Linked DNA regions of Mus musculus: all the other regions are linked to region 2. The links are chromatin contacts, called in public HiChIP or PLAC-seq, Micro-C and promoter capture Hi-C maps. All regions are on one chromosome and are shown on one strand. Each heading gives the region's core, a stretch centred on a gene start, on an enhancer-like site or on the middle of the called end of the contact. The rest is flanking DNA. Distances are from core to core; before and after follow the strand shown. Region 1 overlaps Col11a2 (collagen, type XI, alpha 2). Region 2 holds the start of Agpat1 (1-acylglycerol-3-phosphate O-acyltransferase 1 (lysophosphatidic acid acyltransferase, alpha)). Region 3 holds the start of Tcf19 (transcription factor 19). Region 4 holds the start of Kifc1 (kinesin family member C1).

The links. Promoter capture Hi-C pulls out the DNA fragments that hold promoters and counts their contacts. Hi-C and Micro-C count contacts between places; a contact is called where the count stands out from the background. HiChIP or PLAC-seq counts read pairs in DNA pulled down with a chosen protein or histone mark.
Region 1: an H3K27ac HiChIP or PLAC-seq map of microglia shows a contact between it and region 2, with 6 times the contacts expected there. The contact joins the enhancer-like site here to the promoter of Agpat1 in region 2. A contact is called at or near these places in 11 of 39 promoter capture datasets (the 3T3-L1 cell line, the C10 cell line, the HPC-7 cell line and 5 more), 10 of 115 datasets of contacts at active chromatin or transcription factors (astrocytes, craniofacial prominence, embryonic hindbrain and 6 more) and 4 of 9 other capture datasets (adipose tissue, liver, macrophages and 1 more).
Region 3: a contact with region 2 is called in a promoter capture Hi-C map of erythroid cells, with 15 times the contacts expected there. The contact joins the promoter of Tcf19 here to the promoter of Agpat1 in region 2. A contact is called at or near these places in 2 of 39 promoter capture datasets (cranial neural crest and erythroid cells).
Region 4: a contact with region 2 is called in a Micro-C map of embryonic stem cells, with 20 times the contacts expected there. The contact joins the promoter of Kifc1 here to the promoter of Agpat1 in region 2. A contact is called at or near these places in 4 of 39 promoter capture datasets (cranial neural crest, hippocampal neurons, liver and 1 more), 1 of 484 Hi-C or Micro-C datasets (embryonic stem cells) and 2 of 115 datasets of contacts at active chromatin or transcription factors (bone marrow-derived macrophages and pancreatic cancer cells).

What each region holds. Positions count from the first base shown.
Region 1 is chr17:34,055,244-34,060,423 of GRCm38.p6, reverse strand. It overlaps Col11a2 (collagen, type XI, alpha 2), which reads right to left. Exons shown (of 65, transcript NM_001317722.1): 29 at 5,099-5,180; 30 at 4,319-4,372; 31 at 3,978-4,031; 32 at 3,835-3,879; 33 at 3,453-3,506; 34 at 3,275-3,319; 35 at 3,120-3,173; 36 at 2,971-3,024; 37 at 2,751-2,804; 38 at 2,267-2,374; 39 at 2,057-2,146; 40 at 1,815-1,868; 41 at 1,492-1,599; 42 at 1,252-1,359; 6 more. Among named protein-coding and RNA genes, the nearest start is that of Col11a2, 19 kb to the right of the region's middle. Within about 2 kb of position 3,018, at least 37 of the 459 cell types and tissues checked have an H3K27ac peak or open chromatin away from gene starts, as enhancers often do. A contact at or near this core is called in the HPC-7 cell line and microglia, where this site is marked.
Region 2 is chr17:34,602,923-34,607,943 of GRCm38.p6, reverse strand. It overlaps Agpat1 (1-acylglycerol-3-phosphate O-acyltransferase 1 (lysophosphatidic acid acyltransferase, alpha)), which reads right to left and starts at 2,083. Exons shown (of 7, transcript NM_001163379.1): 1 at 1,773-2,083. Rnf5 (ring finger protein 5) reads left to right here and starts at 4,383. Exons shown (of 6, transcript NM_019403.3): 1 at 4,383-4,610. The coding sequence starts at 4,471.
Region 3 is chr17:35,514,946-35,519,695 of GRCm38.p6, reverse strand. Tcf19 (transcription factor 19) reads left to right here and starts at 2,872. Exons shown (of 4, transcript NM_001163764.1): 1 at 2,872-2,937; 2 at 3,266-3,818; 3 at 4,676-4,750. The coding sequence starts at 3,581. It overlaps Cchcr1 (coiled-coil alpha-helical rod protein 1), which reads right to left and starts at 2,443. Exons shown (of 18, transcript NM_001372297.1): 1 at 1,757-2,443; 2 at 1,413-1,479; 3 at 1,104-1,317. The coding sequence starts at 1,954.
Region 4 is chr17:33,887,420-33,892,703 of GRCm38.p6, reverse strand. It overlaps Kifc1 (kinesin family member C1), which reads left to right and starts at 2,071. Exons shown (of 11, transcript NM_001195298.1): 1 at 2,071-2,226. The coding sequence starts at 2,209.

The DNA of each region.
Region 1 (5,180 bases), core at 1,769-4,268, 550 kb after region 2:
CACCTCCAGGGGAACCTTGTGGGCCCTGGAAGAGGAAGGAAAGCCATTTTTAGGAGGTGCAGAGGCCTGGCTGAGAGCCCAGCAGGGAGGCAGGGTCCCAGCGCCGTGGGGCTCCTCTTGGTTTACAGTGTAGGGAAAAGGAGTCAGAGGACGGACGAATTGACTCACATCAGCACCATTGGGTCCAGCGGGGCCTCGAGGTCCTGGAGGGCCAGGGGGTCCCTGCGTGGGTGGGATATGAATGCATCAGGGTGGGGCAGGGAGGGAGAGGAGGGGCTAAGGATGAGCAAGGTGGGTGAACAGAGATGCAGGCAGAGGGCAGATGGCAGGGCTGCATGCACACCATGAGGTCAGCAGTGCAGCCTCATGCTGGGGACTGGCTGGGTGGCAGGGGAGGGGGAGGGGAGGAGGGGGTTGGACAGGAGAGGGTCACACTCACCATAGGCCCCCCGTCTCCTGTTTCTCCTTTCTCCCCAGAGGGTCCTGGCAGGCCCTGTGCAGGGACAGGAAGCACAGACGCAGGTGATCAGTCCTTGTCCCTCAGCCCCGCAGCAGTGGATGGACCCTCTGTGACTGGCAGGTGCTCCCAGGTCCACCCTGAGCCCACCTCTCAGGTCCTGTCCCCAATCCTGCTCACCTGTAGGCCGATGGGTCCCGGGGGTCCATTGAACCCTCTTGTTCCTTCATCACCTTTGGCTCCAAAGTGTCCCTGGGGTCCCCGAGCTCCAGGCTCACCATCAGCTCCCTGGAGCAGGACACAATGGTAGGTCATGGGTCAGCTGTCCTCCATCTATAAACCCACCCAGACTTGAGCACCAGGCACAAGGAAGTGTGGGAACCGAGGCAGGCTGGAGTCCAGGGTGTGAGGGTGGGGCTGTGTGGAAAGCCAGAGACACTCACCGCAGCTCCAGGTTGCCCCACAGGCCCGATGGGACCAGGAGGTCCAGGAGGGCCCTAGGAAGAAAGGCGAAATCAGAGATGCCAGGACAGGCAGGGGTAGGGTGTGGTGGTAAGGGCAACGAGGGAGGGATGAGGTTAAAGGCCAGGAGGCCAAGTGTCAGCGTCGTGGATACTTACATGTTCACCCTTGTTTCCTTTGGTTCCCTTCTGTCCAGGGTCTCCCACTTCACCCTGCAGGAGAAGGTAACGGGATGGATGAGAAAGGAGATATGCAAATTAATAGAGGTCAGAAGGTCAGCAGTCTCTAGTGGGGAGAAGACTGGACACATCTGTAGGTTCCGGTTCCCTCACCTTGTCTCCATCCTCTCCAGCCACGCCTGGGGGTCCTGCAGGACCAGGAAGCCCCACGGGGCCCTGCACCCCATCACGACCAGTGGGACCAATAGGGCCTTTCTCGCCCTGCACGAAACAAGGGAAGAGGTAATGGCTTGGACGTAGCTTCACCTTCAAGTCCCCCCCACCCCCCCAAAAACACCTTGGTAGCCATTACTCCTCAGGTCACAGCTCACAGCCTCCTGCCCCCAGGCTCACCGGTACGCCTTTCTCTCCTGCTGCTCCAGGGGGACCTTGTGGGCCTGGACGTCCCGGGGGACCAATGGGGCCCCCTGATCCTGCTGCACCTCGCTCGCCAGGAGAGCCCTGAGAGAGAGATGGAGTCAGACCCTCCAGGAAGGGGGACTCCAGGACCCCTGACCATAGATCTTGGGACAACAGAAAGTTGAATGCATCCTGACTTACCCCGAATTCCCTCTCATGTGTAGGCCCATGGTTCCTGCCACAACCTGCCCAGAATCCTCCCTCCCCAAACCCTTTCCTGGTTCCTGCCCACTGTCTCCCGGGAACTCCAGACTCACTGCAGGGCCAGGAGGGCCAGCTGGACCTTCATTTCCTTTCAAGCCGGGTCCACCCTATGAACCAGATTTAGGGTAAGTGGTGAGTGAGAAGGCAAGCCTTCACAGGCATGGGGCCCCAAAAGACATCCTGGGAAGTGTGGGCTTTGGGGAGATGTAGGCCCCCAAAGCGGGGTATAATATCAAGGGGACCAGGTGATGAGTGACCATATTCATAGGCTGTTAGCTTTGGGGGTCACACTCACAGCAGTGCCTGGAAGGCCTCGCTCTCCTGGGAAGCCTCTCAGACCAGCAGGACCATCCTTCCCTGGGGCCCCAGGAGGACCAGGGTCACCCTGAAATGAAAGGAGGGGTGTCAAGTCATAACTTGAGCAGAGATTCTGGCCCCTCAGAGCCACACTGGCCCATGCCTTGCAGCCCCCCTCCCCAGCTCCTCTCCACCAGCCCTCACTGACCTTGGTCCCTTCTTTCCCAGATGTTCCAGGCAATCCTTGCTCTCCAGGAGGTCCTGGGGGGCCAGAGTGACCTCTCTCTCCCATGGGACCACTTTCTCCAGCTGTTCCCTGGGAAAATCACAGTCTAAACTCAGCTCCATCTGCCCCGAGACCCCACTCTGCATCCCCCAAAGTGCCAATCGAGAGCCCAGTAGTTTGCCCAAAAGCCAAGGGGAAATTGTTGATGCTCTCCTGGCTGCCACTGGGGCTTCCCATCCCTGGTGTGGAGTGGCCACGCCACCTTGTGTCACAGCCAGGAAATGTCTCAAAGAGAGAGAGAGAGACAGATACAGAGACACAGAGAGACAGAGACACAGAGAGAGACACCTGGGAAAGAGCTGAAATTCGGGGTCTCTGCCCAGGCAAACAGGTGTCAGAGCTGAGTTACTGGGAGAGGAGGCCCGAACTCCAGTCTGGGGTGCATTCTCTCCTAGGGGAAACATACCTGAGGTCCCACCACTCCGGGCGGGCCTGGTGGGCCGGTCTTTCCTTGGAATCCCTGAGGGGAAAGCCAGAGTGACGTCACAGCCAGATAGGACAAGTGTGGGAGACAGTGGGGCAGGCCCCAAGTTCTAGGCTCCCAGAGGAAGCACAGCACCAAGGCGGCTGACTCAGCAAGATCCAAGCCCCCCCCCCCCCCACACACACACCCCTGGATCACTCACCACTTCTCCTCTCTGGCCGGGGTGTCCCGGCAGCCCATCCTTCCCTGCAGGGCCCTGGAAGGGAAGTTTGGGGTCAGAGAGACTCTTGACACAGAAGACGAATGAGGGAGAAGGAAGTGATGTGGGTCACAAGTTAACGGTCACCTTACCGGAGGGCCTTTGGGGCCAGGAAATCCATTGGGGCCTTGAGGTCCAGGAAGACCCTAGAGACAGAGATGGGATGAGTGGAAGACAGGTTCTGGAAAGAGGAACACATGTTTCTTCCCCAGGGAACACGGGAACAGAGCCTTTAAGCCACACTCACCCTCTCTCCGGGTGGCCCGTGGGGACCGTCACCACCTGATGTTCCCTGCGAGGGAGACAAAGTCAGGGAGTGATTCGGGTGTTTATCAGGCATCCCCAAGGAAGAGGCAGAGTGTGGAGGGGAGGGGTGTGGAGGCTCCGCATCAGGAGACAGATTCAACCTTGCAGAGTCCACTCACCTTAGCTCCAGATTTCCCAGTGGCACCTCGAGGTCCCCGCTGACCCCTTGGACCCTAGGTAGACAGAAGGCAGATGTCAGAAACATCCTTGAGTCTGGAGGAGCTCACCATGTCACTGAGGGTGATCTTGAACATCTGATCGTCTTGCTTCTACCTGATTCTACCTTGTCACACTCAACTGATGGAGTACTAGGGATGAACCCAGGGCTGTTCACACTGTGTGGGACTGGGGATGAACCCAGGGCTTGTTCACCCTGTGCAGGACTGGGGATGAACCCAGGGCTTGTTCACCCTGTGCAGGACACTACCAACTGAGCTACCATCCAGCCCACCTCTTAGATTTTGAGCCACTAGGTAACAGGTGTTAGCCCATAGCACTCACCGTGGGGCCCCGTTCTCCCCGAGGTCCTGATTTCCCAGACAGGCCCTGGTGGGAATAAAGTCAAGCAAGCATTATACAAGGCAAGACTCCCACAGTGGCCCCTCTGGTTCCTCCCTGTGCATCCTTCCCCCTCCCCCGCTTACCCGAGCTCCCTTCTCTCCACTGGCTCCAGGAAAACCAGGGAAACCCAGAGATCCCTGGACAGATTGGAGAAAGAAAGAGGGGTAAGGGGGGGAGGAGCCTGGGAAAGGCCAAAGCAGGGGTGGGGGGTGGGGTTGGGGGTGGAAGAGGCCATCAAGACAGCAATGGTGCTGGACCCTGCCAACAAACAGGTTGCCTTAGGAAGAGCCCTACCACCCACAGGCCTCTATTTCTCATCTATTCAATGGGAGTCAGTCAGCTAAAACCTCCCTAGGGAATCCCACCCATATATGGTTCCTGGGGTCAGAGGTCAAGGAAGAGGCAATGAGGAGCAACACAGCACCTTGGGGCCCTGGCGTCCAGGATAGCCAGGCAGACCAGGAACACCTAGCTTGCCCTGTGGAAGGACAGAATGCAATCAGGAAAGACAGGGGCCACAGACATCTAGCAGCAATACTCCCCGCAGAAGCCCCGCCGACTTCCTGGCTCCTTCGGTGTCCCACAAGTCCCCCAAGCCCAATTCTGCACCTCAGTTCCTCTGTCTCCTCAGCCACTCCTGCTCCATCTCCAGGCCCACCTCCCCCAGCACCCACCACTGTACTACCCAGCCAGACCTCTCTCCCTGAGGGGGAGCACCAGCCCAGCTCCTCCCCGAGATCCTTCCCTCCTAGTGCTCCAGGCACTGTCTTGCCCGGGAGGATGCAGCGCTGTCGTAGGAAACAGGGTTCTGTAGCTCATAGCCTGGCTCTGCCCTTCACTGGGGTTCAAAATCATCCTAATCCTGCCCCCGCCCCCCCCCCACAGCTGCAAAAAGCCTCATCTAGGAAGCTGACTGTCATGGGGCTACCCGTAGAACTGACAGGACAGGGCCACGCCCTCCCTTCCTCCTCGAGTCCCCTCCCCACATTCTCACCCCAGCTCGCATCCCTAGCCCCCGTGTCCTCCCTGTGCCTGCCACACTGATCATTTTTCTTGACCTCCTATGCGCCACCTCAGGCCACTGGCACCCAGCAGATACCGTGCGTAGAGAGGCACAGTTAATTCACAGCTATCCTTGATCAAGCACCGACTTCTAGTTGGCACCCAGTGTGCCAAGTAACAAGGCACTCTTTCCCATCATCACCTTCTCGCCCATGAGCCCAGTGGGTCCAGGGTCTCCTGTAGGTCCAGTGCGCCCTTTTGGCCCTTCAGGGCCGTCTTCGCCC
Region 2 (5,021 bases), core at 834-3,333:
TAGCACTAGGCAGCGCGGTTCTTGTTTCTGCTTCCTCTCATTTTGCTTCTGCAGTGCCGAGATTTTCTGTGCTGGGCAAGTGTTCTCAGCGTCATCGATGGCTACCTTCTTTAGGTATAGTAACTAGAAAAGGTCACCTCCCCCGCCCCAAATACTGACGACAGCAAGAAGACTTAGAGCAACCCACTGTAAATATACAGGGCCACAGGGAAGCCACAGTGACGGAAGCCACATCGCGAAGATGCCATCTCACACAGCATGCACCACGGAACCAACATGCCACCACACTTGTCATCAAACGTGCCAACCCTGCAAAGAGTGGGGCACAGAGAGTGGTCCATCCATATACACGGGCACTGTAGGCTTGCCACAGGACAGACTTGCATTAGATGTGACTCAGAATATAAATACAGCCCACGGAGAGAAACAGATGTGAAGAGACAGGTCAGGTGGTCAGCCAAGGAAGAACGGTTCTTTGGAACATGGGTGTTGTGTCACATGCATGTAAGGAATACCAGGCTAGCCTTGGCTAAATGTCAAGCTGAGGCCAGCATAAGGTATGTGAAACTGCCAAGGCCCCCGGGGTGGGGGATAAAAAAGAAGAAAAGAAAAAGAATCCTTAGCTGGACATGGTGGCATACACTTTTCATACCAGCACTCAGAAGGCAAAGACAGGCAAGCTTGAGGCTAGCCAGGAAGGACTACGTTGAGACTCTGTCTCAAGACAAAACAAAAAATACTTTGCAGAATTAACAATACTTGTGTAACACTTGGTTTGAAGAAGGCATTGTCTTTAGACAGAAATGTTTGAAGATCCATAAACACATTGGAATGGCAAATGGGTTAATGAGCATACAATCAATCAATCACACCGACAACGAATTTACAAAATAAATGGCAGGTGCAACCAGTACATGCCACCGTTGTGCCACATCGATGTGTCGTCACACCATGCAGATCTTTGGTGAGAGCCACACCTACTAAACAGGTTACTGTGGTCACAGGGCTGAACCACTGAACCCCACAGGCAGAAGAACCCTGCACCCTCTGGAACTGAACACCTGTGAGGCTGAGGGACCAAGCTAAGGCAAACGGGAAGCCCCAGGGCAGGTAGGCCGCACGGAAACACCCAACAGGTGAAACATACCAAGTCCTCACACAGATTTGACCCTGGAGCGTGTCACAAACTGAACTTGGGGCAATGGGCGTGAAAGCGGATAGCCATTCTGATGGGGTTTTAAACGTCATTCTCTACAGCCCATGGAAAGCACAGCACAGGGCTGCACAGAAGCCGGGCATCCTATCCAAGGCGCCGGACCTCCCACAGGCCACTCGTGTGCTAGTGAGGGGCTCTGGGTGGAAGGCCGCTTCCAGATCAGTGCTGCTTCCGTGTGAGAGGTTAGCGGGTGCCTGACAGCAATTCCTAGGAAGCAGTCCTGGCCTTCTCACCGCCACCCAGAAGTCATGTGGGGCCAAAAAGCAGCAGAAGGGCTGGGAAACCCGAAGGGAATCCCCTTTTCAAGACTCGTCCCCTTGTCCACACCCCCGTCCCAAATTCCGAGTTCCCATCCCTCCTCTCGCCCGCCTCTGCACTCTGAGCAAGGCCCCCAACCTCGGAGCCTGTTCCCAGCCTTCGTCGCTCCCATTCTTCCGCTCAGGCCCCTCTCCCCAGCAACCCTGTCCCCAGCCGGCCCTCCCGGCCCCATCTCTCCCCATCCCCGTGCCTCTCGGCCCCCTCCTCCCACAGCCTCCCACCCCCTTCCCGCCCACACCTCAATGGGGCGGGGAGCCTGGGGGACGGGCCCCCTCCCCAGCCAGGCTGCGGCAACGGTGGTGGCGGCTGGCTGTATCTCTGTCTCGGTGTCGGTGCCAAGGGGGCGACAGGATTTGGGGATGTCCTAGCCCCGGCCGATGGAGGGGTGGTGGGAGTGGGAAGCTGGGCCCATATCGGTAGGAATGGTGGGGGGCAGTACCCCCGACACCCTCCCTCCCTCCCTGCCGGCTCTCTGAGGGTCGGGGCTACTGCCGCCGCTATCTCCCCCACCCCTCCCAGCGCCTGCTGACTTCCGGGGCTGGCCAGGAAGTGGGGGTCTATGATGGGCAGCGGGCCTCGCCAATCGCCTCTTCAGAGACCCGCATCTCCTCCCCATGCCTGCCGGGCCTCTCGCTGGCCCCGCCCCAGGGAGCTCAGTGGCGCTCGCGGCCTCGGTCAGCCTCATCGCTCGGGCCACCGGTTTCAGCACCGGTGACCCCGGCTCCCTCGCTGCTCTATTCCTCTGCCCCGTCTAGCTTCGCTCGCACGCTCTCTGAACCCGTTGCCTTTCTTTGAACCCCAGCGCTATGTAACTCTAGGATCCCCAAACACTTCCTCCTGCCTTTCCTGTCTCCCATTCAATCACAAACGTTTATGAAGTACCTTCTGAATTCAAGCAGTAGGCTCACCTTTTTCTGCTCAGGCCTCGGGCTTTCCCTGAATAGCTCTCCAGCTTTCTGTCCACTTGCCCTTTGTCCCGGGTCTCCATCTCCTCCACCCACCTTTAGTCTTTAAAGATAAAGGAGCCCTCTGACCTTCTCTCCCTTTCAACCTTGTTTTCCTACTTAGTACTTTCCTAGTTCTTCATTCACCCAATCTGAGCCAACCACTCCCCCCCCCCCCACACACACACACACGATCTGGCCGCTGGCTTTTGGTGGTGTATGCTTGTTAACAGCAGTACATGAGAGCCTCGGGCAAGAGTATCCGAGTTTGAGGCTATAGCTGAGACCTGTAAGAAGCTAAGTCCTTTCGATGGAATTCGAGCAATAAAACACTGCTTCCTAAGGGTGATAAAATGGTGGGATGTGCCGCGTATCTAACTGGCCAAACCCTACTTCCCTCTTCACACTCTGGACGAGTCCATCGTTCCTACCTCCTATTCGCCTATTCTGCATCTAAACCTCTTCAATACTCCAGATCCTCGCTTCTCCGTACCTCCTCCTATAGAGAGTCCCAGCTTCTCACCTTTCTTTATTCCTCAGTCACACAGGTCCTTTATCAAGGTATTGAATAATCCTTAGCTAGCGTGTTCTCGTCTCCCGCCCATGGACACCTTTGCCCTGGGTGATTTACATGGCTTGGTGAAGAGCCCTTGCGAATGCGAGGACTGTTACCTAATTCTGGGCCTTGGGCCATAGTGAGGGTCACTGAGTGCTGGAAAGGCCCTAGCTGCCAGCCGTCCAGCCAGGAAAAAGATCCAAATCTATGCAGGGCAAACTACAAGGAAGGGGCGGATCTACCCCATTCTACGGCGGGTCACCTAGGGGTCGGCCTCTGTCCTTTGGGCGCCCACTCCCAAGAGGGTGGAACCAGTCCTTTTCTGCTTGTAAGGTTTAGGACGGAGTGGGGGTCCACTGTGGTCTGCTGTGTCACATTACAACGGTGGGCCTTTGGCTCGGTCCTGCTGTGAGAATCACCTAGAGAGGCTAAGTCGTCCAACCGAGAGAGTGGGGTTAACACCGGCGCCACAGACCGACGGCCGCACCATCCACGCGTCGGGCTAACCCCAGCTCTGCTCCCCGCTTCTCCGAGAGGGAGGGGCGGACCCAAGGTCTTCCCTCTACGTCACCCAAGGAGGCCGGAGCCATCTTGAACCCTGCGACCCTGGTACTTCTGCCCTTCCCCCTCCCCCCTTAGCTCTGCACCGTCTCTCCAGATCTCGGCCAATCAGCGGCGGAGTAAACCGCCCAATCAAGCGGAGAGAGTCCGGGCGGAAAGACCCGGATAAGGCCGAGTCGAGGCCTTTGAACCTAAGGCCCCGCCAATAGCGGAGGGGTTGCCATGGTGACGAGAGAGAGCGAGTGAAGGGGCGGGACTGGAGTCGACACCGCCTTCGTCTGGGTTGGCCTATTCCACGCCCCCCCCCCCCGCTTATTGCGCATGCTCATTCTTCCGTGTCATGCCAGCCAATCATTTGATTTGGAACCATTCGCTCTAAAGTCCAATAGGAACCCGGACCTTCTAAGAAAGAGGAAGAGAAGGAAAAAAAGAGGCTTATGGTGGGCGAGTTCTGTAGGCCTGAGCCAATCCCTTCTGAGCTTTGGTTATGACTGGCAGCTGAACTGACGAATCAAAGCCTCTTTAGCTGAGTGACAACACAGGCCTAGCTCATTATGACCAATCCCTCGGCAGTGCATAGTTACTGAAGCCCTATCAGCCAATCATCATCGTGCAAGGGTAGGGGCCCCACACACACCTTTTTCCGCCCCCACTCTTTGGATCAATCGTGTCCTTTGAATTCTATATGATTGGCAGGTACCTCGACCAATAATGATGAGAAAAACTTGAAGTTTGCCCAACGATCCTGGGCCGAAGGCGGACCTGCTTTGTTGGGGCGTGAGTGTGTGTGTGCCTGTGTGTGTGCCCTGTGTTAGTGTATATGTGTGTGTGCCTGGGGGTACTGAGGGCTACGTGGGGGCGAAGCAGAACTTGCCATGGCAGCAGCGGAGGAAGAAGACGGGGGCCCCGAAGGGCCAAATCGCGAGCGGGGCGGGGCGAGCGCGACCTTCGAATGTAATATATGTCTGGAGACAGCTCGCGAAGCTGTGGTCAGCGTGTGTGGCCACCTGTATTGGTGAGAATCCGAGTCAGGGGCTTGGGGTGAGGCGGCGGGGTTCGTCTTTGTGCTGGGGAGGCCGAGAGCGGGGACCATGCAGTTTTTTTCAGATGACCAGAGGGCATATGTCCCACCCCACCTCCCCACATACACGTAGGGGAGGCCTAAAGTGAGGACTTGTGTCTTTGCTGATGTATGTAGATGGGGTGGGGGTGCGGGAAGGGTCACATCTGTGCAAATGAGATATCTTTCCAGGGAGGGTCCTATGAGCTGGTGCATGGTATGTTATGAGGAGGAATGGGAAATGGGGGACGCTGCATATTCCTCCATTCGAGACCTGAACCACAGTACCCCGTTAGACCTACCCAGGTGTTGAGATAAAATAGATGAGAGACTTTTCAGTTTAGGGGATGTGCCTGTCGGAGGAGG
Region 3 (4,750 bases), core at 1,623-4,122, 910 kb before region 2:
GTTCCCAGCCCCCCACATTCAAAGGCTGACAGCTGCCTGTCACTCCAACTACAGAGGATCCTTCACCCTCTTTTGGCCTCCAAGTATGAATGCTCACACACAATCATACACACATAAATAAAGTCTTTGTTGTTGTTTTTTCCAGACAAGTTTTTCTCTATGCAGCCCTAACTGTCCTGAAACTCAATCTCTAGACCAGGGTTGGGGCCTTGAACTCAGGGATCTGCCTACCTTTGACTCTCTAGTGCTGGGATTAAAGGCAGACCATACTAAGCTCAAAAATAAAATTCTTAGGGCTGGAGAGTTGGAGCAGAGGTTAAGAGTTCTTTAGGGGCTGGAGAGATGGCTCAGCAGGTAAGAGCTCTGACTGCTCTTCCAAAGGTCCTGAGTTCAATTCCTAGCAACCACACGGTGTCTCACAACCATCTGTAATAGGATCTGATACCCTCTTCCGGTGTGTATAGGAGTACAATGTACTCCTATAAATAAAACTAAATAAACCTTAAAAAAAATTTTTTTTAATAGTCTTAAAACACACATTGACACCAGGCGTGGTGGCGCACACCTTTAATCCCAGTACTCGGGAGGCAGAGGCAGGCAGATTTCTGAGTTCGAGACCAGCCTGGTCTACAGAGCGAGTTCCAGGACAGCCAGGGTTATACAGAGACACCATGTCTTGAAAAAACAAACAAACAAAAAACCAACAAAAAACAAAAAAAAAAAAACAAATAAAACCACATTCACAGAGCATAGCCAGCTCCAGTTGCACATTCCTGTAAAGGCCTGCTTAACTACTCCAAAAGGAGCCAGTATGCCTCTGGAGAACTGGGTCAGCATGTCTAAGCTGCACGTCATTTTGCTTTAAAACAGCTTTTGCAGAACTTATCCCCTCCCTTAAGACATTTACATTCCTTATGTAATGAGAATTTAAGTCCAAACATCTATTCTCACTAACCCCAACGCATGTGGTCTATGCGTCGTAGGGGCCAACAATGGCCTATAGAAAAACCACACAAGTTATAGAACCAGGGGCTGAAATGAAGGCATGCGTGTATGAAGGACCATGTGTCAGTCTGAGGAAGAGGTGATTGGCAGATCCCTACCTGCCTCTCCGCCCTAGCCCCTGCCCATCTCCACAGAAATCCTGTCCCCACGTGGTCACTGTCGACCTCTGAGCATCTAGCCGTCTCTCTAAGACATCTTGGCTGGCCGGAGATTGGACCAAGGGAACGTCTGAAGCCCAGGTCGGGGCCATTCTTGGCAGAGTTGGAAGGGGCCGAGCTTGGAAGTGGGAGGGAGGAACCAGCCCAGCAAAACCTGAGGGGGTCACAAGAATAAAGACTGTCAGATTCTGAGAGAGGGGGAGAGGGAAGAGGGAGATGATCCTGGTCTCCTTGACTAGCCTCACTGACCTGACGGTGGCAACATCTTCCTGTTATATGAATCCTGTAGCTCTTGTCTCCAGTCACCTATGTTCCCCTGGACAATAGGAGAAACAAGGATACTTCAATTCAATTTTTCAGGCCACCTTCCAAAGAAAAAGCCCTATAAAAACAAAGTCATAATCCTTAAGTTACTGACAGGTCTATCGGGCTGTACGCTTCTCTTTTCCTACTTCCCTAAGGCACACGGTAACCAAACCACTTGCTTGTCCCAACTACGCTCCTGATAGAATGAACCAGGCAACAACCCTAAGGTAAATTTACTGAGACGAGGCTTCCTTCTACTTACAGGAATGTGGGTGGTGTGCCTTTACCTTCCTCCTTAAGTGTCTACGGTCCCTGCAGCTCAGGACTCTCTGGACACAGTATAAGGAGCCCACTCTCCACAGTCCTTGCCATGGAATGGTAGGGCCGTTGGGAAGCCCATCTAGGCACCATCGAGCCAGGATTTCTGAGTCATTTCCTATTAAAGAGTTAGCCCAAGGCCTGGTCCGGGAAGAATGAGGCCACATGTGGGGTTAAGCGTCTTCCCTAGGATCCCTGAGGAATCGGAGCAGCCGGGAGCCCGTTGCTGGGAAGCCAGCTTCCTGGCAACTCATCTGGGCCTCTCTGTAACGGGCCTCAGTTGCTCTCTATCCCCTCGGCTTCCATTCCCGATGCATCTCTCTTCGGAGTCCTACAGCATCTTCTTTCCCCCACTTCCATCAGAATTCAAGTTTTTGGGTTTTTTTTTTTTTCACTCAACCCCCGCGATTCCTACCCGTTTCTCTTCCTAGACCTAGTATGAGTCTTTTTCGATGGAATTATCTTGGTCGCTCCCTGTCCTGTCTCCCCCACTTCTCTCCCGCACACACCCCGGGCTAATCCCCGTCAGGACCCTGAACTCTGAGGCTGTCTTGACCTCCTCATCTATCCTTTGACCCAGCTCCTGCACCCCTCTTGCCCTGTGGATCCCCTCCGCCCCCCTTGCGCCCCCTCTCAGACTCTTCCCGCCCCCAACTGACTCTCCCCGAACGCCCCTTACCCAGCGCGAGATCCGCCCTCTTGCCACGCCCCTTACACCTAGCACCCAGTCTAGACGCCACACCCAGATCACGCATGCGCGGGGCGGCGGGCTGCTCTACAGCTCCATTTCTCCCTACCGGAAATAGGAAGAAGAAAGGTGCAAGCAGGCACCCTGACGCCCCAAACTTTCTCCGCGCCCTGACGGCCCCTCCTCTCCCCGGGAACCCGGGAAAACGTGCCGGCCAATCAGAAGTGGCGGAGAGCGGGAGATGAGCAACTCCCCCCTGCGCATCGGCCAATAGAGCAAATGGGTGCAACTCAGATGGCCAATCAGAAGCAGCCGGCGGGGGGGCGGGCTCGCGGGCGCGAAGTCGGACCCGGGAATTCCGAAGGAGGAGTCTGCGCAGCGCGCGCGCGCGCCTTCACCCAAGCCCCGCCTTCGGGGCGGCTTCCTTGGCTGTCAAACCTCGGCGGGAGCGCGGGACGCAGGGTACGGAATCCCTTCCTCAGTTTACCCCGCGAGCGAAAAAAAGAAAGGGTGAGATCCACTTTGTTACAGAATTAGGGACCCGTCTGCGCCGCCCTTTGCGGGTGACAGTGGATTCACTTCCCTTAGGGGAACTGATCCGAAGAGCGGGGGTGGGGGGGAAAGATGGAAGGGGTGCGCTACTTGGATTAGAAAGTTTAACCATAAATTCCCTGACTCCAGGTTACACTTAGGGAGAAGACCCGTGTCACACGCACGTTTGTGTACCAGGGCCCCTTCACCCCCTCTGCCTGTTCCCAGTTGCGGTTTAAACTAGCTTTGCCTTGCACAGATTGTCGGAGGCTCCCGGATGTTGAGCCGCCTGAGGATCCGGCTTCACTGAGGTGCCACAAGACGTCTTCCTGGTTTTGCATCGCATCAGGACTTTACTGGAATTGCTTTTTAAACCTCATCTTGACAGCCTCTGTCTTGGTGCATATCCAGGCCTCTGGCGCTCTGAATCTGCACTGCTTAAGTTGGCATTAGGCACAATACTTAGCTGTTGACATCAGAGAGAACTGAATTGAAGCCCACGGTGCATGACCCAGGAGTAGGAGAGGGAATGGACTTCTGAGGTGGGCAAAGTGGTGCAGAGGGGGCACCCCCCATGCTGCCCTGTTTCCAGCTGCTGCGTATAGGGGGCGGCAGGGGCGGTGACCTCTACACCTTCCACCCCCCGTCCAAGTCTGGCTGCACCTATCGATTGGGCTGCAGGGCCGACCTGTGTGATGTGGCCCTGCGGCCCCAGCAGGAGCCCGGCCTCATCTCTGGAGTCCATGCGGAATTGCATGCTGAACTCCAAGGGGACGACTGGAGGGTCAGCCTGGAGGATCACAGCAGCCAAGGTAAGCAATGAGCAGAAGAGCCCCAGACAGGCATGAGTAAGAGGAGCCTCTGGGACCCTGCTACCTGCCTCCCAGAGTCCTAGTCTGGTGAGCAGTCTTGGTTCCGTCTTGTCTGCTCACACTTCTGTCAGCTCCACACAGGACTAAACCTGCTTGTCTGCTTTAGCCTACACCGGACCTAAGAGGGGTGTGCAAGCTGTCATCAAATTCTACATTCTAGTATTAAGCTCAGATTTGACTGTTCCCACGTTTGCTGAAGCACCTTGTTCCTGCTAGGCATTTATGAGTGTTCTAGTGACCTAGGCATTCGGTCCCAACCCAAGACAGTCCACAAAGGCTGGGGTTTACCTCAGTATTCCATCTTCAGGTCTTAGCTTCCTAGACCAAATGCAATGTTTGGAGAAGCCTAACCTGAGGTTGTCGTGGGCATTATTAGTCCCCAACAGGCAACAGTGAGTTTATGGTCTGGGCCCTATTCTGTTAGATGTAGATGGATGCTGCCTGCAAGGGAAATGAGACACAAAGAGGCTAAGAGACAGCAAGAGGCAATCTCAGCACTCAGAGCTGAGGCAAAAGGATCCTGAGTTCTGGGGCTGTCTTAGGTAGAAAAAGAAATAAGCCTTTTATCAGAAGTGGTGTTTAAGCAAGAGCTAAGCACAGAAGCCTCCCACTGTCGTCGTTGAGAAAAATAGGCTTGTTCCTAGCCAACAAAGCTTGCATGTGAGGTTTTGAGTTTAATGCTTAATTAACCCTGTGTCCCCCTGAAAAATTGAACAGCCAGCCAGATCATGTTAATTCTGACTACAAGTCTGTTCCTGTTCTCGTCACCTGTCTTATGTCTGTCTCATTATCACCAGGGACTTTGGTCAATAATGTCCGACTTCCAAGAGGCCACAGACTGGAGTTGAGTGATGGTGACCTTCTGACCTTTG
Region 4 (5,284 bases), core at 822-3,321, 720 kb after region 2:
GGGACTGCTCTGCCAGCCAGCTGAAGACTGACCTAGCCCCCAACGAAGCCACTGAGATCACCTCCTGTGAGGATTTCGTCTTGCTCTGGTAAGCCTCTGTTATTCTAATTGATACATAAGGAAGATATTTGTTTTCCCTTTGTTGTCCAAATGTATCCTTCTCTGAGCTCTGTGATGGAGCTTTGGCTGCATCAGACAGTTTAGCAGCAGCAGGCCGTCCTTCCTGAGCCAGCTCCTATCCCAAGGCTGCAGGGGCCAGGTCAGTCCATCCCATGTGTAAAATCTCACAGGTTGGTTTACCTTGCTGTCAGGCTTCATGCCAAGAAAGATAAACTCCCAAAACAGGTTTCAGTAGAAGACAAACTCACATTTTGTCACACACTAAAACTTTTGCTTTTTTTCTAGAAAGTCACTAGGGAAATACTGTCTAGTTTAAAATTATAACCAGTTTGGCGAATTATAACCAGAAATTTTCTAGTGTCCCCCCATTAACATTTGTAGACTTGGAAACATCTCAAGTAAGGTCTTTGGGGGCTGTAGATTTAGAGTTTGGTGTCAAGAAACATACTATTTGGGCTGGAGAGATGGCTCAGTGGTTAAGAGCACTGACTGCTATTCCAAAGGTCCTGAGTTCAAATCCCAGCAACCACATGGTGGCTCAAAACCATCCGTAATGAGATCTGGCGCCCTCTTCTGGAGTGTCTGAGGACAGCTACAGTGTACTTACATATAATAAATCTTTAAAAAAAAAAAGAAACTGCTGGGTGTGGTTGCGCACGCCTTTAATCCCAGCACTCGGGAGGCAGAGGCAGGCAGATTTCTGAGTTCGAGGCCAGCCTGGTCTACAGAGTGAGTTCCAGGACAGCCAGGGCTACACAGAGAAACCCTGTCTCAAAAAACCAAAAAAAAAAAAAAAAAAAAAAGAAACATACTATTTATTTATCCAGTTATGTATGTATGTATGTGTGTGTGTGTGTTTCTTTATTTATTTAAGACAGGGTCTCTCTACAGAGCCTGGCTGCCCTGGAATTTACTTTGTAGACCTGGTTGGCCTTGAACTCAAGAGATCTGTCTGCCTCTGCATTCTGAGTACTGGGAACTGGGATTAAAGGCGTGTGCCACCAAGCCTGGCTTCTAGTTTTGTTTTGATTTTTTAATCTAAAAGATTGTTTATTGACCTGGGCATGGTGGCACAGGGTAGCCCTAGCATCTCTGAGTTCAAGGCCAGCCTGTTCTACAAATAGAATTCCAAGACAGTCAGGGCTACACAGAGAAACCCAATCTCGAAAAAACAAAATAAATATATATGTAATTTATGTGTTTTATATATATATATATATATATATATATATATATGCTTATATATATAATACGTACTATTGGGTATTATTTATATGTGTAAAGATATATGTTTATGTATATAATACATATTGTTTATGTATAATATATAATATTGGAGGCAGGAGGGGCACAGAAAACTTTGTGGCGAATTAGTTCTCACCTTCCACATTATATGAGTTTCAGGGATAACCAGTTTGCTATCCTCCCGGCCCTACTCTAGATTTATGACTTTATTACATCTCCAGATATGGGTTCCACTTTTTCTTCTTTGAGGACAGGTCAGCGCCATCAACCAGCTTCCACTTTTCGGACCTGAGAAAGTGGACCAAGAGCGACCTCGGTGTAACAGTCTCCAGTCTACAGGGTTGGCGAGGAGGTGTGCAAGTTCAGCAGTATCCGCTAGGTGGCGCTCGCTCCGCCCCGACCCCGCTCAGGCACATGCGTATTGCCTCCCCCACGCCACTCCTCCACACAAGCGCACTTCTGACGCAACCAGAGACCTCAGGAAGCCGCGCTCGGCGCTCGGGAGGGGGAGAGGGAGAAAAGAGGAAGAGCGGATCCGGAAGTAGGATCCAAGGGGTCTAGTTCTGGTGCTCTAGCGGACTAGAAGAGTCGCGACTCAGGGGGCGTGGCCCCGGAGGCGGAGGGCACCGTGATTGGCTCGCGACCGCGGCGCCGGCGCGGATTGGCCTCTGCGGATTGAAGTGCGTTGACTGCGCGGAGGTTGAAATTCAAAAGTGGCGGGTGTGGCTGATTGGCCTGGCTCCTGGACAGCCTGGCTTCGGCGTTTTGCGGCGCGAGCCCTTGAGAGGACGCGGGTCTCATCGTCCTGCCTGCTGCCTTTGCACCCTTTCTGTGCGGACCACCATGGACGTGCAGGCGCAGGTGAGTGCGGCGGAGACGACCTCGCGCCAAGATCGGAGGACGCAGGCCGGCCGCCCGGAGACCCGCGTCCCGGGGACAGGTCGGGGCAAGCCGTCCTGCAGGGGAGGGTCGCACCGCCTCGCGCCCAGGACACCAGCGGCCGAGTCAGTGAGGGCAACACACACACACACACACACACACACACACACACACACACGGCGAGGTCCCAGGACAGTCGCAGCGACGTTGGCCCGCCATTCCAGTCGTGCAGGCGCGACCATCCCGTGTCCCTTATCCCCCTCCAGCATTTCCCATTTCGAATTCTCAAGCGGATTCGACATGTTTGTGCTTCTCAGTTCTTACAGATCGCCTTGTGGGAGAAGCGAGGGTTCTGAAAGAGGCCTTGTCGCTTGTCCGCAAAGTACCTTTCTTGCTGATGACCTGTTGTGTTGCTGCTGGATCGGGATAGAGGAAGGGGAGAGGAGAAATGGGGGCATCGGCCCAGAGGATCCTTATTCCCTCGCCTGCCTCTTCCTTTTGCTCATTTGGACTGCTGACTAGTTTATGGGGGTGCCCTTCTTCACCACAAGCATCTGAGGCGTATGTGTGTGGCAATTAATGGACTGATCTCTCTGGTGTCAGGAAAGACCGGCCTGCATTCTTTGTTTACCAGCATTTCAGTCTAGACTGACTCACAGTCGGTGTTCAGCTTGAAGAGACTTTCTGGTATACTCACAGCCAAAAGGGAGAGCACTGCACTGTGACAGGTGACAGTTAAAAAGTAAAATAGTTTTTCTCAGATTTGTTCCTGCAGTATTTGCCAAGCATCTTCTGGCCCTGCACAGCTGTACTTATGTAGGAGACAGGAGTCCTAGCTACCAGTGAGCTGACACTCCCTGGGGAGACAGACATAATACAATTTGTATCTCTATTGGGAGGGAGTGAAGGACAGTAAAGGTTCAAGCAGATGGAAGGGGAAGAAGAAAGCTAGGAGGAACAACATTAACTAAGGTATGGAGAGTTAAAACTGGAAGGAAGAGGTCTGTGGTGCAGTGCTAGGCGAGCATCCAAGAAACACCTGGGTCTATAGTCCCCTGAACCAAAAGCAACGAACCATCCTGAAGTCAGTTGTGCACCTGAGGTCACCTGTGTGGAGGCTCAGACCAGAGCTTGGAGATTCAGGCCAGTGATACATTGTCTCAAAAAAAAAAAAAAAAACCAATATAAATTTGACCTAGTAACCTGAAGCTGGTAGCATGCCCAAGAATAGCAGGGTTTGCTTGCTGATTTGTTGTTGTTGTTTTGTTTGTTTGTTGTTGTTGTTTTGTGGTTTGTTTGTTGTTGTTTTGTGGTGGTGGTAGCTGTTTTCCCTGTGTAACCCTGGCTGTCCTAGAACTCACTCTGTAGACCAGGCTGGCTTAGAACTCAGAGATCTGCCTGCCTCTGCCTCCCGAGTGCTGGGGTTAAAGGTGTGCGCCATCAGTGCCCAGCTGTACTGTGTGTTAAGTGTGTCTGAGAGAAGAGGTCCTTGTGTCTCCCTTTCGGCAGGGAGAGAGAGATTTATACTGGTTAGAGTTGTCCAGAAAAAGCATGAAAAACATAAAAGGTAGTGCTTTTCAATTACTCAGTAATAAAGTTGGGTTTTTTGTATTTTGAAATAGGGTCTTACCATGTTACTCTGGCTAGTCTAGAACTGGCTAGAACTGGTGTACCCACTGCTTCTGCCTCCAGAGAGTTGGGATCACCGCTCTTGGCTTTGTTATTGTTTACTTTTTTTTTTTTTAAGGAAAATGTATGAGAACCAATTTAGTGAACCATCTTTTTTTTTTTTTTTTTTTTTTTTAAATCGCTGTCAAGGTGTGACTTTTTACATTATGGTGTAACATTGTTCTCTACAAACTCTGCCTCCCTCATAGCTTAGCCTGGGATGCATATGGCTGTGGCAGCTAAGGAATTGGTTACTGTACTGGCTAATTTGTGTCTACTTGACACAGGCTGGAGTTATCACAGAGAAAGGAGCTTCAGTTGGGGGAATGCCTCCATGAGATCCAGCTGTAAAGCATTATCTTAATTAGTGATCAAGGGGGAAAGGCCCCTTGTGGGTGGGACCATCTCTGGGCTGGTAGTCTTGCTCTCTTCTATAAGAGAGCAGGCTGAGCAAGCCAGGGGAAATTAGCCAATAAAGAACATCCCTCCATGGCCTCTGCATCAGCTCCTGCTTCCTGACCTGCTTGAGTTCCAGTCCTGACTTCCTTGGTGATGAACAACAATGTGCAAGTGTAAGCCGAATAAACCCTTTCCTCCCCAACTTGCTTCTTGGTCATGATGTTTGTGCAGGAATAGAAACCCTGACTAAGATAGTTATTTTATAAGTTATAGAGATGCTGCAACCCCTTGTCCTGTCCTGTCCCTAACCCCACCCCATCCATGTAGCCCAGACTGACCTGGAATTTTATGTAGCTATGGATGGATGGCCAGGACAGCTTCTTTTAAATGCTCTACCCAGAGAGTCAGTGAGTTGAGTGCAAAGTTTAAAGTGCACACGAGCTGAGGGAGACTGGAAACAGTGGTGGGCCCATGCCCATGTTCACTGCCAGAAAGTTCAAGTAGTGCTGCAGCTATCAGCTTGGAGAGCTTAGGATTTGCAACCAAAGCTGTCTGTTTATTTACTCTGGGGTGTGTGTGGCTGCCATCGAGTGCCCTTATCTCCTGAGCTCCCTAACCAGCCTTTCTGTTTTGTGCTGGGATTGAATGGTTCTCGCCACATGTTCTACTCACAGGCCATCTCCAAGTCTCTTTTGTTCATTTGTCCAATTGTAATTAAACAGCCTTGCTAAGTTGCCTAGGCCAGCCTCAAGCTTGGAATCTTTCTGCCTCACCCTCTCCAATAGCTGGGATTATAGGCATCTGCTATCATGCTTAACCAAGATCATTATCCCGAAGCTGGACCAAAAGCAGTTAGTTCATTAGGCTTTGTAATATGTGCAGGGACCAGGTGTGGGGCATATGTCTGTAGTCCCAGCACTAGGGAGGCAGAGGCAGGTGGATTTCTGAGTTCGAGGCCAGCCTGGTCTACAAA